Linked DNA regions of Macaca mulatta: region 2 is linked to region 1. The links are chromatin contacts, called in public Hi-C maps. All regions are on one chromosome and are shown on one strand. The core of a region is the stretch at or near the end of the contact, and the rest is flanking DNA. Distances in the headings are between cores, read along the strand shown. Region 1 holds the start of COMTD1 (catechol-O-methyltransferase domain containing 1). Region 2 holds the start of SAMD8 (sterile alpha motif domain containing 8).

Region 1 (6,714 bases), core at 1,020-3,519:
TAGTGGCCCTCCACCAGTCCCCAGCTTCACGGAACCAGAGCTTCGCCTGCCCTGAGGGAGAGATGTAGGAGGGAGACAAGCCTGAGGAGCTGGGGTCTCTGGCCATTACATGTGGCCAGGCCAATTAAAACTTCATAACCTGTCTCCTGCCAGCTGGAGGTTCCTGCAGTAGGGCCACAGACCTGGCGCCAGGGAGGGGACAAACCTCAAGGCCCCTTTCACTGAAGGAGCTATCTGTGCTGGGCCTTCCCTCCCTTCCCCATCCAGCGCCACACACGGAGGCTCAGGAGGTCGTGTGTCCCAGCCCCACTTTATTTTCGAATTTAAAACTCAGGGTCAATTCCTGGGGTTCCCAGGCAACCCTCCCTCGCTCACTAGGGGCCAGCCCTAGATCTTGAAGGCCAAGGTGAGGCCATCGCCCAGGGGCAGGAGGCTGATGTAGACCCTGACGTCCCGCCGGATGCGTTCGTTTAGGTTTCGCACACACTCGGCCGCCACGTCCCCTTTCGGAGGTTGCAGCACCTTCCCGCGCCACAGGACCTGCGGGAGGGCGGGGCCAACCGGGCCGTGGGAGGCGGGGCTTCGGAGGGAGGTGCTCGGGCGGAAGGCGGGGCCTCGGAGGGAGGTGCCCAGGCAGGAGGCGGGGCCTCGGAGGGAGGTCCCCGGGCGGGAGGTGACCAGAGCCGGAGACAGAGAACCAAAGCGGAGGAAAGCCTGGGTACCTACTGGGGCCGGAGCCCCGCAGGGGGTGGAGCCTATGTGACTGGACTGGGTGGGGCTTTGGGGTATAAGAGGAGTCAAGGAAAAAGATGGGGACCCGCCCCGAGAGGGTGCTTTCTCCTCCCCCGCAGTGGATCCCTTACTCTGAGGACGGCGAGGATGCCTCCGGGTCGCAGCAGCTGCAGGCAGCGCTCGTAGTAGGCAGCGCAGTTCTCCTTGTCCGCATCCACCACGGCCACGTCGAAGGTGCCGGCCTCGCCCGCCGCCAGCAGTTCGTCTTGCAGCGGGAGGGAGGGCAGGTGCGGCTGAGTCCGCGGCCCCGGCGTCCCTAAGGCCCCTCCCAGGCCGGCCCGGGCGCTGTGATAGCCGGCCGTGCCCTTAACCCGCAGGCCTAGTCACAGCTCGGCCACACAGCGACCTCGTTTGCAATGGCCACAAAACCCTTCCCGCTTCGGTGCTCACCCAGGGTCTGCAGGGCGGGCTTCAGCCGGAGGTCGATCTTGTGCTCCGCCTCGGCCTACGGAGGAAGCGGGTCAGCCGTTGCGCCCTCGCCTGGGGCTGCGGGGCTACGCGCGGGCGCTCACCTGCCTCCACAGGGGCCGTCCCAGCTCCGGGGGCTGCGCTTCCACCTCGCAGGTCACCACGCGCCCGTCTGCGGGCAGCGCCAGGGCCAGGGCCAGGGCAGAGTAGCCCGTGAAGGTGCCTGGGACCAGAACACAGACGGGCTCAGAGCAGAGTGGGGGTTGGCCCAGAAACCTCGGCCCTCCGGGATCCCGGCTGCGTGCCCCTACCCAGATCCAGCGCCTTCTTGGCCTGGATGAGCCGCGCCAGGTTGGCCAAGAGCTGGGCCTGCTCGCAGGTCATCATGGAATCCCCCTGCGGCTGCTCCAGGGTCAGCTGCGTGAAAGAAGGTGTCACCAGCCATGCCGGTTACCCACCTTCGCCCTGGGGTCCCAAACTCCCAGGAGCGCGGTTCTGGGCGTGGCCTGGGGGACAGACCCTCCGGGAACGCCCACCGCACCCGGCCCGGGGAAGCCGGAAGCCCAGAGAGGGCCACGGCCCAGCCCAAGGTCACACAGCCACGTGGGACCCGCAGGGCCCGAGAGGGACGCCCGTTCCCGTCCCGCGCCCTGCTGACCAGCCTCAGGCTTCGCAGCGCCGGGTGCTCCCGCATGGAGCGGCTCAGAAGATACTGCCACAGCGGGCTGTCCTCGGGGGGAAGCAGGCACTGCTCTCGCCGGCCTCGCCATGGGGGGCACCGCCTTCCTGCCAGGGAGAAGATATTGGATCAGGGTACAGGGCTCTGCGGCCACAGGGTAGTTAACCTGAGCCACGCCGCGCCCTCCTTTGCGCCCGCCCTCCGGGACAGGGTCCTGCTCACCCAGGAAGAGGCCAGTGGCGAAGGCCGCGCCCAGCGCGGCTGAGCCCAGGGCCAGCGCGGCGGGCACGGAGAGCCGGGGCACCGGCTGGGTCATGGCGCGGGCAGGAGGCGGCGGGAGGCAATGGCAGGTCACGTGCGCTGGAGCTCCTGGGACACGTCTCGGATTCGCGGGCCCGCCGGGCTCCACCTTGTCTGGGCACTGCCCGCGGAGCAGTGGTCTCGGGCATCATCTGGCGGCCACACAGCCTTACTGCAAGCCCTGCCCGATAGAGCCGGGCGCGATCTGGTGGCCGCGCCGGGAACTGCGCCCCTGCGGGCAGCAGGCAAGCGCTGGATCTGAATTTTCCCGCCTTTGCCCGCAGTCCAGGGGCCTGCGTCCATTGCTCCTCCTGCCAATGCTTTTTCTCCTCGCCACTATTTATTCTGAGGCCCCTTGGGGCATATGTGGATTGTGTATGGAGGGCGCCAGTGTAAATTACAAGATAGTCACAAGTACAAAAGATACAGATTAAAGGGGGAAGGTCTCCCGAAGGCCTCCCGGGCAAGATGCCCCAAAGCATCAGGCTGAAGGAGTGAAGGACCTGGTTTGAGGGCACGCAGCCTCGAGTTGGGGTTCAGGAGCCCTGGGGTGGGCCTGTGGAACTGGGACCATATTCTTAGCTGTTAAAATCCTGCCTTTGGGGGCCAGATAGATATGAGCGTCTGATCTTGGGCCTGCCAGTCTCTCTGAGCCTCAGTTTCCTTCTTGTAAAATGAGGCCCACAATCTTACCATAAAAGGCACCAGATCCCACAGCTTCGCACACAGTAGCACAATAGGTAAGTGGCAGCCGCTGTTATGTTTGTAGGTTGGAAGACATCTTGAGGAGAAAGCCAGTGAAGCTCCCTTGCAAGGTTGTTCTGCTGAAACAGTCCGGAGAGCACTGATTGAACCCCTACCATGCGCCAAACTCCGGAGGAGGTGAAAGACAGTCTTTTTTTTTTTGTCCGGGTCTCGCTCTGTCACCCAGGCTGGAGTGCAGTGGCACAATCAAGTCTCACTGCAACCTCCACCTCCCAATTCAAGCGATTCTCCTGCCTCAGCCTCTGGAGTAGCTGGGACTACAGGCACGCACCCCCACACGCTGCCAATTTTTGTATTTTTTTGTAGAGACGGGTTTTGCTATGTTAGCCAGGCTGGTCTCGAACTCCTGGCCTCAAGTGATCTGTTTGCCTCGGCCTTCCAAAGTGCTGGGATTACAGGCCTGAGCCATGGTGCCTGGCCTTGTTCTTTTTCTTTTTTTGGCAAGGTCTCTGGCATGGCTGAAGTGCAGTGGCAAGATTACCGCTTACTGCAGCATGGAGCTCCTGGGCTCAGCAATCATCTTGCCTCACCCTCCCAAGTAGCTGGGACCACAGGCAGTCACCACTGTGCCTGGCTAAATTAAAAAAAAATTTTTTTTTAATTGCTAGGATTACAGGTGTGAGCCACCGCACCCGGCCAAGAGTCCATTTTAACAACGCTGACTAGTCATTGAAATCCACTGGGGGGTATCCCAGGCAGGGGCTAAGCCTGAGCAAGGCCCAGAGGTCGGCTTGTTGAGGGGTTAATGGGAGAGTGGCTTGGCTGAGGACAAAGTCCAGAAACTTGGAGTCATCTGAGCTGCAGGAACCTTGGGCCTAGTGGAGGCAAGGAAGGAGGCGGCGAAGCTCTGGGGGGAGGCTCCGGGCTGGAGGGCACGGCCTCTAATCAGAGACGGGGTGGGGCTGGTTCTTAGACCAATCAGCCGGCAGCCCCAGGAGCACACGGCTGTGTGGGGGCAGAGCCTGCCGTCTCCGTGCCCAGATGCCCTTTTAGCCCTCCTGGGACTTGCCACCGGGCCAGCAGCCCTGCTCGAGGACAAGCTTCTTGCCCTTTACTCTTTTACCCTCTACATCTTGCTTGGCCTCTAACTTGACTGTGAGCCTCTTTCTGTAGGGTAAGGACTGAGGATGCTGGTCTCTCCTTCCCAGGACTGAGCACATGGCAGGCGCTAAATAAATGCTCTTGAATAGAGTCCTGGCGCTGCCCGGCGCTCCTTGCTGCCAGGAGTAAAAATAGTAACAGCAGGACCCCTTTATTGAGGACCTGCGGGGCACCAGACACAATACTTCCAGGATCCGGGGACGGCTGTGATCTTGTTCCCATTTTCCAAGCAGGAAAGCTCAGAGACCACCGCCCAACCCCCAGCCAATAGAGGAAATGCGCCTACCGCTCCCCTGTACCCTGGGACCCAGGGGGAACAGGCCTTCCTGGCTCCACTGCTGGGACGAGAGCCCTGCGCTCAGGTGGGGCCGGGGAAGGCCCTCTCCCTTCAGCCCAGGGGTCCAGGTTGCAGCAGGCCCCCAGCTCACACTGTAACTCCCTCCCACAGCCTGGCTTTAGGCCGGAGCCGTGGAGGTTGAGGGGGAGCGGGTGGGGAGGGGAGGCATGTCACCATATATCCCCGTCAGATTAAAAAACTAATTTGAAAAGATTAATGTATTCCATTCTTGTTACACTGGCTGTGATACCTCTGGGCCTGCCGCCGCTCTGCTTCCTGATTATTGAATTTTTATGGCCTGGTAATTAATTGCAGATTCCCTGTTTTGTTCTATTTCTTTTTCTCTGACATTTTAATTTCAACAAAAAGCAGTGGTCTCCATGCAGGTTCTCTCTGGAGATCCTAATGGTCTATAAAACAGAATGACTTATAGACGTGGCACCCACTTCAGTTGGCGAGCGATTGTTTGAAACCTTGCTGATCATGCAAAATTTAATTTTTCCACCTCCCTCCCCTTTTTGCTACTCATTTCTTGTCTCTTGCATTGCGGCACCAGCATCTCAGCTCACCATGAAGTGAGCAGTGTTGCCTCCGAATCTGTTCTAGGGCTTTTTCCTAGAAGCCTGGGGGATGAAGACAGAGTGGGTTTTGATTCTTCTCCTGGCAGTGGGCCTGGTAGTGGGTGGGGTGGGGGGCTGAGCCTCCCTAAAAGGCCATGTGGATGTGGGCAGCAGCCCCCAGGGGAGGGAATGGGCAGGGGAGGTCATTTTCACCTGTCTCAGGTGCCTTCTGGCCAAATGCCATTGCCCCATTAAGCACCAAGGAACCTGAAGCCTCATCAGGGCAGAGAAAATGGGCATCAGCACCTGCACTTAGGCCCCCACCAGGCACAGAGGGAGCCAGTTCAGGCTGAGTGGACTGACGCAGACAGATGCAGATAGCCTGACAGTCTTAGCTGAACGGGGTCACTGGGAACAGCTGTCCACACAAACAGGTCTGGAAGAGACCCTTGAGTTTCCATCCTAGTGGCCCCACTCCTATTTCTCATAGCCCTGCTAGCATCACACAGGCTGGCTGCTGTCGCCTGGGATCTCCTGAGACTGAGCAGGGCAGGAGGCAGAAGGGTAAGGTCATAGAATCAATCCTAAGGGATTGGAGTTCAGATGTCTTTTGGGTCCAGGGAGGTGAAGTAAGTAGGGGGAGATAATAGGGGGTGGTGGGGACTGGAGCACTCCAGAGCTCACCCTTCACCAGGGGACATGGTGGCCACTTGGCTTTAGCCTTGGATGCCAAGTGGGAAGATGGGCCCAGTATGGCCAGAGCTTCCAATTCCCCAACAGAGTTTGGCAATATGGCTTTCAGTGTGAAACTTCACATTTTAAACATCGGGGTGTGTGTGTGTGGGGGTGTGTGTGTGTGTGTGTGTGTGTTTAAACACTGTTGGCCAAACTGAACACATCTTTTTTTTTTAATTTATTTTTTTGAGTCGTAGTCTTGTTCAGTCGCCCAGGCTGGAGTGCAGTGGCGCGATCTCGGCTCACTGCAACCTCTGCCTTGCCTGCCAGGTTCACACCATTATCCTGCCTCAGCCTCAGTCTGAGTAGTTGGGACTATAGCGCCTGCCACTATGCCCGGCTAATTTTTTGTATTTTTAGTAGAGATGGGGTTTCACCATGTTAGCCAGGATAGTCTCGATCTCCTGACCTCGTGATCTGCCCATCTCGGCCTCCCAAAGTGCTGGGGGATTATAGGCGTGAGCCACCACGCCCAGCCTGAACATGTCTTTGAGCTTCATGTCTGCTCTGGCTCATGAGGCACCAGTTTCCTCTGACTCTGAGCATGAATGAGAGAAGTTAGGGCATGAAGCGGAGTCCCCTAGAGTGAGAAGGGCCTCAGTGGCCAGCAGACCACCACCGATGTCTGGGTGAGGTCTGCTGGGCTCCCTGAGGAGAACACTACCTTTTACCTAAGATGTCACAGGAGGCAGGGCTTTGACTCCAGGGGCTTTAGGACGGTTCAGGCCGAATGCACTGACACAGATAGACACAGACAGATGGCGACTTGGGAGCTCCTGGGGCTCCTCACATGAGCTGGGAGCATGAGGGGGCCACAGTCTGGTCCCACCTCCTCTGTGCTGAGATACTGGGGAGCTGACCCTGGCAGTGCCTCTTGTGACTCATTTTCCTCATCTAGGGAGGCTGAATGGGAAAGCCACAGCGTGGGCTTTAGAACAGATGAACTTGGGTTCAAACATCTGCCCCACCACTCACTTTGCAGCTGAGTAAGCTCAGGATTTCTGAGAAACTCTAGAAAACTAGGGAATGGGCATGAA
Region 2 (6,353 bases), core at 979-3,478, 130 kb before region 1:
AAAGTACTTTGAGGGGCGGGTGCGGTGGCTCATGCCTGTAATCCCAGCACTTTGGGAGGCCGAGGCAGACAGATCACTTGAGGTCAGGAGTTCAAGACCAGCCTCGCTAACATGGTGAAACCCTGTCTCTGCTAAAATACAAAAATTAGCTGGGTGTGATGGCAGATGCCTGTAGTCCCAGCTACTTGGGAGGCTGAGGCACGAGAATTGCTTGAAGCCGGGAGGCAGAGGTTGAACCCAGGAGATGGAGGGGCCAAGATCGTGCCACTGCACTCCAGCCTGGGTAGCACTGAGACTCTGTCTCAGAAAAAAAAAAGGAATAAAAGAAGTACTTTGGGGCAGACATCTAGGTACCAAATGGTGCTTTCCCAAAGCTGAGTGTTGCAGAGAAAGAGCTATTCTGCTGTTTGGGAGAAATGGCTTTCAGCCTTAGGGTTGCTCCTAACTCATGGCATGGCCTTGTATTCCAGGCCTCAGTTTCCCCATCTGGGAAGGAATAGGGTTTGATAAAATGCTGGAGCACTAAGCAAAGAACTTTTTTTCAGGGTGGGAGGGCAGATGGATTTCACCCTTTTGCCCAGGCTAGAGTGAAGTGGCATGATATCGGCTCACTGCAACCTCCCCCTGCCCCGTGTTCAAGCAATTCTCCTGCCTCAGTCTCCCGAGTAGTTGAGATTATAGGTGTGTGCCACCATGCCCGGCTAATATTTGTATTTTTAGTAGAGATGAGGTTTCACCGTGTTGGCCAGGCTGGTCTTGAACTCCTGACCTCAGATGATCCACCCACCTTGGCCTCCCAAAGTGCTAGGATTACAAGCATAAGCCACTGTGTCCGGCCTAAGCAGAGGATTTTTAAAAACCAGGGATGGGAGGGCACTGATGACTGAGAAGAAATGAGGCATCCTCCCCAGGAATGAGCAAGATGGGATACGGGCTTGGACCCCAAGTCCTACCCCCAGGCGTGTTGAGGGCACGGTGGATGAAGTCAGCCGCGGAGGAGAAGTAGGCACTGATGTCAAAATCAGGGAGGTCGTGGGCTGGCACCCCCAGGTAGCTCACACTGCTGCCGTAGAAGTCAGGGCCGCCCTGACAGTAGAGGCCCCCGTGGGCGGCGTTCAGCACGTGGGTGATGCCCAGCTTCCACAGCTCAAAGCGGTTGTTTGCTGTGGCCCTGGGGAGGGCAGAAAGGGCACTGGATAACAGCCAAGCCATGGGACCAGGAGGGAGGCTTTGCCTGGCCCCCTGCTGCAGAGGGACCGAGCCATCAGGGTCCAAAGAGAATCCAACCCCAGCAAGCTCCAAGTGGGGTCTGACTCCACAGCCCCATACCCAGAGCCCCACACTTTCTGGTGGCAGAACTGGTGGTATGCGTGTGTTGGGGGATCTTTAGACCCTCTCTGCTTCCTCAAGGCCTCTGCTCCTGCCTTGGCCAGGACAGGAAGGAAGGGATTGCTTCAGCCCTAGAACCTGGCTGCCCCTCCCTTCTTGCCTCATGTCCTCCCACGCACATCCGTCCTCTACCGGCTACCACCTAATACCTGCTTCTAGCCTACAAATGTTGAGAGGCAACACCTTCTCTGATTCACCTTCAGTCAGGCTTCTCCACCATCTGTATCCAGAGGAGGGAGGCTGGGTCCAGAAATAGGGGGCTCTCTGTCTACCTCATCTCATGCTGCAAATACTATTTCCCAGGCCTGTACCTCTACACTTGCCAGTTGTCCTGGAAATGTTTCCCAGGACTCCTGGGAGACTCCCTGCTTTCAGGCAGGCGAAGTCCCTGCTCCCCCTCGTGGCCATACCTGGTCACTGCACTGTCCTTGGCAGCCTGGGGTCCTGGAGAAGGTCCCTGGCCTGGGATGGTCAGAGCAGAGCTATTTCTCCTTGTTTCTACCCTCCTGTGTCTGGTAAAGCCACCAAGAACTGCCTCTCCTTGTCCCCACCCCCATGACCCTTGGCCAGCTATCACTCACGCATCTCCTATGAAAAGGTTGGGCCAAACTTCATCCACGCGGCTGCAAGAAGACTTCCCCGCCCTCAGGAGCTCCTCCAGCTCCAGGATGCTGGGGCAAGGCGTGGCTTTGTCCTCTCCCACCAGCTCTGGGAGCAAGGTCTCAGCCATGGGCCAGCCCGCCCACCCCTCTGCCTCTGCGGTCACTCCTCTCTGCCTCTCCAGTGTCATTTCTCCTTCCCAGAGATTGACAGGGACAGGTGGGACAGGAGCAAGTGACTCAGCAAGTCAAAGGGGCCTCTGGAGCAGACAAGACCTTTTCCTCCCTAAGCCTCCCCCCACCCCCAAACTCCGTGAGAACATGGAATCAGAGAGACCTCTGCAAGTCAGCTACCTCCCTGAACCTCAGTTTCTTCATCTGTAAAGTAAGGATAATCACACCTACCTCAGAGAATTTGAGGATTAAATGAAACAAAAGACGTGCTGGGTCTGATACATAGTAGGTACTTAGAAACGTCTGTGGAATTAGTAGATGTAGAGCCCTGCCTAAGGCTATTAGGTTATGAGGACTGAGTTAAAGTAGAGATCCAGGGTGCAGAGGAGGTGGCTGGTTCCAAGGATGAATGATAGAACTGAAAGAAGTGTAGTCTAGGTGGGCCACAAATTGGGTAGGAGCTGGATTGGATGTCTGTTGGATGAGTCTCTGAATTATGGAGGTCAGGGACAGTTTTCTGAGTTGTAGAGTCAGAGAAATACGGATAAGAGACATGGAGAGCTTCATTTTTAAAGCGTGCCCACAAGATTCATGGGGGAAGGGGGAAAGTGTTTGTTTTTTGTATGTTTGTTTTTTTAGACAGGGTCTCACTCTGTCACCCAGGCTGGAGTACAGTGACATCTTGGCTCACTGCCACCACCACCTCCCGGGTTCAAGTGATTCTCCTGCTTTAGCCTCCTGAGTAGCTGGGATTACAGGCGTGTACCACCATGCCACACTAATTTTTGTGTTTTTAGTAGAGACGGGGTTTGTCAGCCGTGTTGGTCTGACTGGTCTTGAACTCCTACCTCAAGTGATCAGCCTGCCTCGGCCTCCCAAAGTACTGGGATTACAGGTGTGAGCCACCATGCCGGGCCAGTGGGGGAAGGTTTGAACAATGGTCCTGTAATGAACGTAGCTGACTTCTCAGAAGAGAAGGCTGAAGAGGGCCTTGTATGTCAAACGGGGAGAAGGGAGGTGAGTGTTGCCCTAGACTTTGAGAGCCAAAGGGGCCAACTGTCATCAGAAACATTTTGAGGGTGGGAGGGAGATTCCCCTGTCTATAAGGGCTTTGGGTCCCAAAATAGAAACTGAGAAAGGTCAACCTGTCCTTCTGCCAGAGCTGGCTATCAGCAAGAGATGAGATGTCTCGCCCTCTGTCATGTGACTTCTCAGCAGCCCTGATGGAGCTGGGAAGGGTATGGGCTGCAGTGGGGAGGTTCCCAGCTGTCCTTGGCCTTAAGACCAGTTTGAAGGGAAAGGCCACACCAGGGCATCCCATGGAAGCAGTCTACATTCATGTCCATCCCATTCAGAACCACTGAAGTCAGCCCGGCACTGTGTGGGGAGGCAAGGCCAAGGAGGGGTTCGTGTCCAGGTTACAGTTGGGTCTGGACTTGGTTTATGCCTATGCTAGACCTGGCTTGGGAGGAGACCTTCCCTCAGGGTGGCGCAGCATGGTGGAGGAAAATATAGGATCAGATGTTAGAGAGATTTGGGTTGGAATATCAGTTTGCAATATGTCAGGCAATGTGTTTCTTTACCTTTCTGTGCTATACGATCCCCCTTGCAGAGTTAGCACAAGGATTTTTATTTTTATTTTTTTTGAAATGGAGTTTCACACTTGTCGCCCAGGCTGGAGTGCAACGGCGTGATCTCGGCTCATTGCAACCTCCACCTCCCGGGTTCAAGCGATTCTCCTGCCTCAGCCTCCCGAGTAGCTGGGACTACAGGTATGCGCCACCACGCCCGGCTAATTTTTGTATTTTTAGTAGAGATGAAGTTTCACCATGCTGGCCAGGCTGGTCTCGAACTTCTGACTTCAGGTGATCCACCCGCCTCAGCCTCCCAAAGTGCTGGGATTACAGGCGTGAGCTTCTGCGCCTGGCCTTAGCACAAGGATTAAATGAGATGTTTATATGGCATTTGGCATAGACGCTGTCAAAGAGGAAGTGGGCAATAAATTATAACAATTATCGTTGGTGGCTGGCTATTGGAGAAGAGGGGGCTCTCTCCAGAGGAATTAGGATTACCTCCTTCTAGGCCCTAACCCCTTTTACTGATTCCACAGGCCCCGCCCCCGCTCCGCTAGCCCCGCTTCCTACTCTCGCTTTGGCCCTCGGCATGACGCATGCGCCCTCTGGCTCCCCCGCGGCAGCTTCTCGGTTCTCCAGTCGGGCCCATCTGGAGCCTCGCGTCTTTTCCAGTGTGGGCCCCGCCCCCTGCCGGTAGAACCCCGTTCCCGGCCGGTAGGGCCTCGCCTCCCGAAGCAGTTCCGGTTCGGCTGTGAGCAGCTGCCGGCGCGGCGGTGACGGCGGCCGGGACGATGCCTGCGCGCAGCCGCCACCGCCCCCGCCTCCACTCCGGCTCCCCGCCCCGGGCTCCGCCCCCGCCGCTTGAGGCGCTGCACTCCGGCGAGGCGGGCAGGGCCCCGGACTCCGACGGCGGCTCGGACGCCGACTCGGAGGTGGGTCCGGGGAGCCCGACTCGGACCGCGGAGGTGAGCGGGAGCTGAGGCTGAGGAGAGGGTAGCTTGGGGGGCGCCTGCTGCCAAGGGTGAGTAGGGAGTCTGGGATGGAGCCGGGGGTTGCCGAGGGACCGCGACCCGGAGGGGCCCCGGGGAGACGGTTGAGGGAGCCGGGAGAGTCAGCTCTGGAATGGAATCTGAAGGAAATGGAGGTTGTCGAACCGAGGGCCTGAGGCTGAGGGGTAAGTGGAGGCCGAGGAACGAGAGGGAGGGGGCGGGAGGGGGAGGCTTGAAGAGCCCAGAGCTTGGGGGCTTTTGAAAGCTGCGCAGTGGGGGAAGAAGATCGAAGGGGTCCTGCGGGAATGTGGACCCGGAGGAAGAGATGCTCTGGGTTTGGCAGCGGGGGTGAAGAGTCAGAGGAGCAAGACCTGGGCCGGTGTTCCCTTCCCAGGACGAGGGAGGGCGATCGGGGCAGGGACTGGAGCCTCTTACCCGGGTGGGGCTGGTGGTAATGGAGGGCAGGATTTAGGTTTGATTAGAAGGAGGAGGGCTATTGGATGGGAAATTGTCTGGCCTCTAGGGGTGAGGGAGGCATTGAAAAAGAGAAGTGTGGTCAAGAAAGAAAAGGAGCCCTTGGGGATCTAATTTTGGGTTTTGGCATTTTTACAGGTGCCTTTTAAAACATCAAAGATCACTAGGGCAATGTACTTGGATTGTGGGACTTTCTCGTTCGTGCACAGTGGATCCTTTTAAGAATCTTGGGTGGAAGGGGCGGTGTGAATCACTGATTTGCCTAAAGGACTGGGGGAAGTAGTGGAGAGGAAGTGATGTTTGAAGAAGGTAGTGAAAGACGTGATTCTGAACATGATATCATTTGGATTTGTTGACAGTAATGATGTCCTCCTTTTTTTCATCGTATTTTTCTTTCGTAAATAAGTTTAAATACCAGACGTGTTAAGATCCTAAAAAAGATTTACTACATTACCTTTAAGTTTTAAAAACTTGAAACAAGACTTTGGATACTCAGATTTTAAAAATTAAACTTGAAACAAGAATTTGGACACTCGGATTTTAAAAGTTAAACATGAAACAAGAATTTGGACGCTCGGATTTTACAGATACTCAACATGTACTGGTTCCACTTCCAAAGTTTTAAGTTGACACATGTATTTGCCACACAGTAAAAATTTGGTCAGTGCAAGTTTCTGGGTTAAGGGGACACAGTGAAGTTGCCACAGTCTAGGCCAATACCAAATCTTCCTCTCACTGACAACCCCAGGATTGGAGTTAGCTCTTGAAAATTGGAGAGATACCTTTGACTGATTTGCAAAACCAATATTGAAATACTATTTTGCAGATATTGTGTGAATAATATTTTTAGTAGAGTGATTTAGGAAAATAAGGACAGAGGATGCTTGTAGTTGGCATTCAACACAACTGGGACAGGTGGGTACACAGATACTTTTTATAGAAGACATAGTTCCAAAACATAATTATGCCAGAAAAAGAATGATTGCAATATTTATATTCACTTTAGTAGACATAAATTCACTTCCTTTTGTGATTGTTAAGTCATAACATGGCTCTATGAAGTCTTTGACTTTAGCCACATCTCATATGTTTTACAACTTTTTATGTGATTATAGGTTTGTAAAGTTGTTGGCCATTTCTTTTCTCTTCTTCCT

Evidence for each region. Hi-C and Micro-C count contacts between places; a contact is called where the count stands out from the background.
Region 2: a contact with region 1 is called in a Hi-C map of blood, with 5 times the contacts expected there. The contact joins the promoter of SAMD8 here to the promoter of COMTD1 in region 1. A contact is called at or near these places in 5 of 14 Hi-C or Micro-C datasets (CD4 T cells, blood, fetal cortex germinal zone and 2 more).

What each region holds. Positions count from the first base shown.
Region 1 is chr9:74,366,844-74,373,557 of T2T-MMU8v2.0, reverse strand. COMTD1 (catechol-O-methyltransferase domain containing 1) reads right to left here and starts at 2,269. Exons shown (of 7, transcript NM_001261688.1): 1 at 2,102-2,269; 2 at 1,859-1,986; 3 at 1,512-1,617; 4 at 1,305-1,423; 5 at 1,183-1,237; 6 at 864-997; 7 at 294-540. The coding sequence starts at 2,195. The coding sequence ends at 388.
Region 2 is chr9:74,496,759-74,503,111 of T2T-MMU8v2.0, reverse strand. SAMD8 (sterile alpha motif domain containing 8) reads left to right here and starts at 2,228. Exons shown (of 6, transcript XM_077946531.1): 1 at 2,228-2,373. DUSP13A (dual specificity phosphatase 13A) reads right to left here and starts at 2,119. Exons shown (of 3, transcript NM_001418213.1): 1 at 1,971-2,119; 2 at 954-1,171. The coding sequence starts at 2,119. LOC144331132 (a long non-coding RNA gene) reads right to left here and starts at 4,533. Exons shown (of 2, transcript XR_013398069.1): 1 at 4,307-4,533; 2 at 3,777-4,090.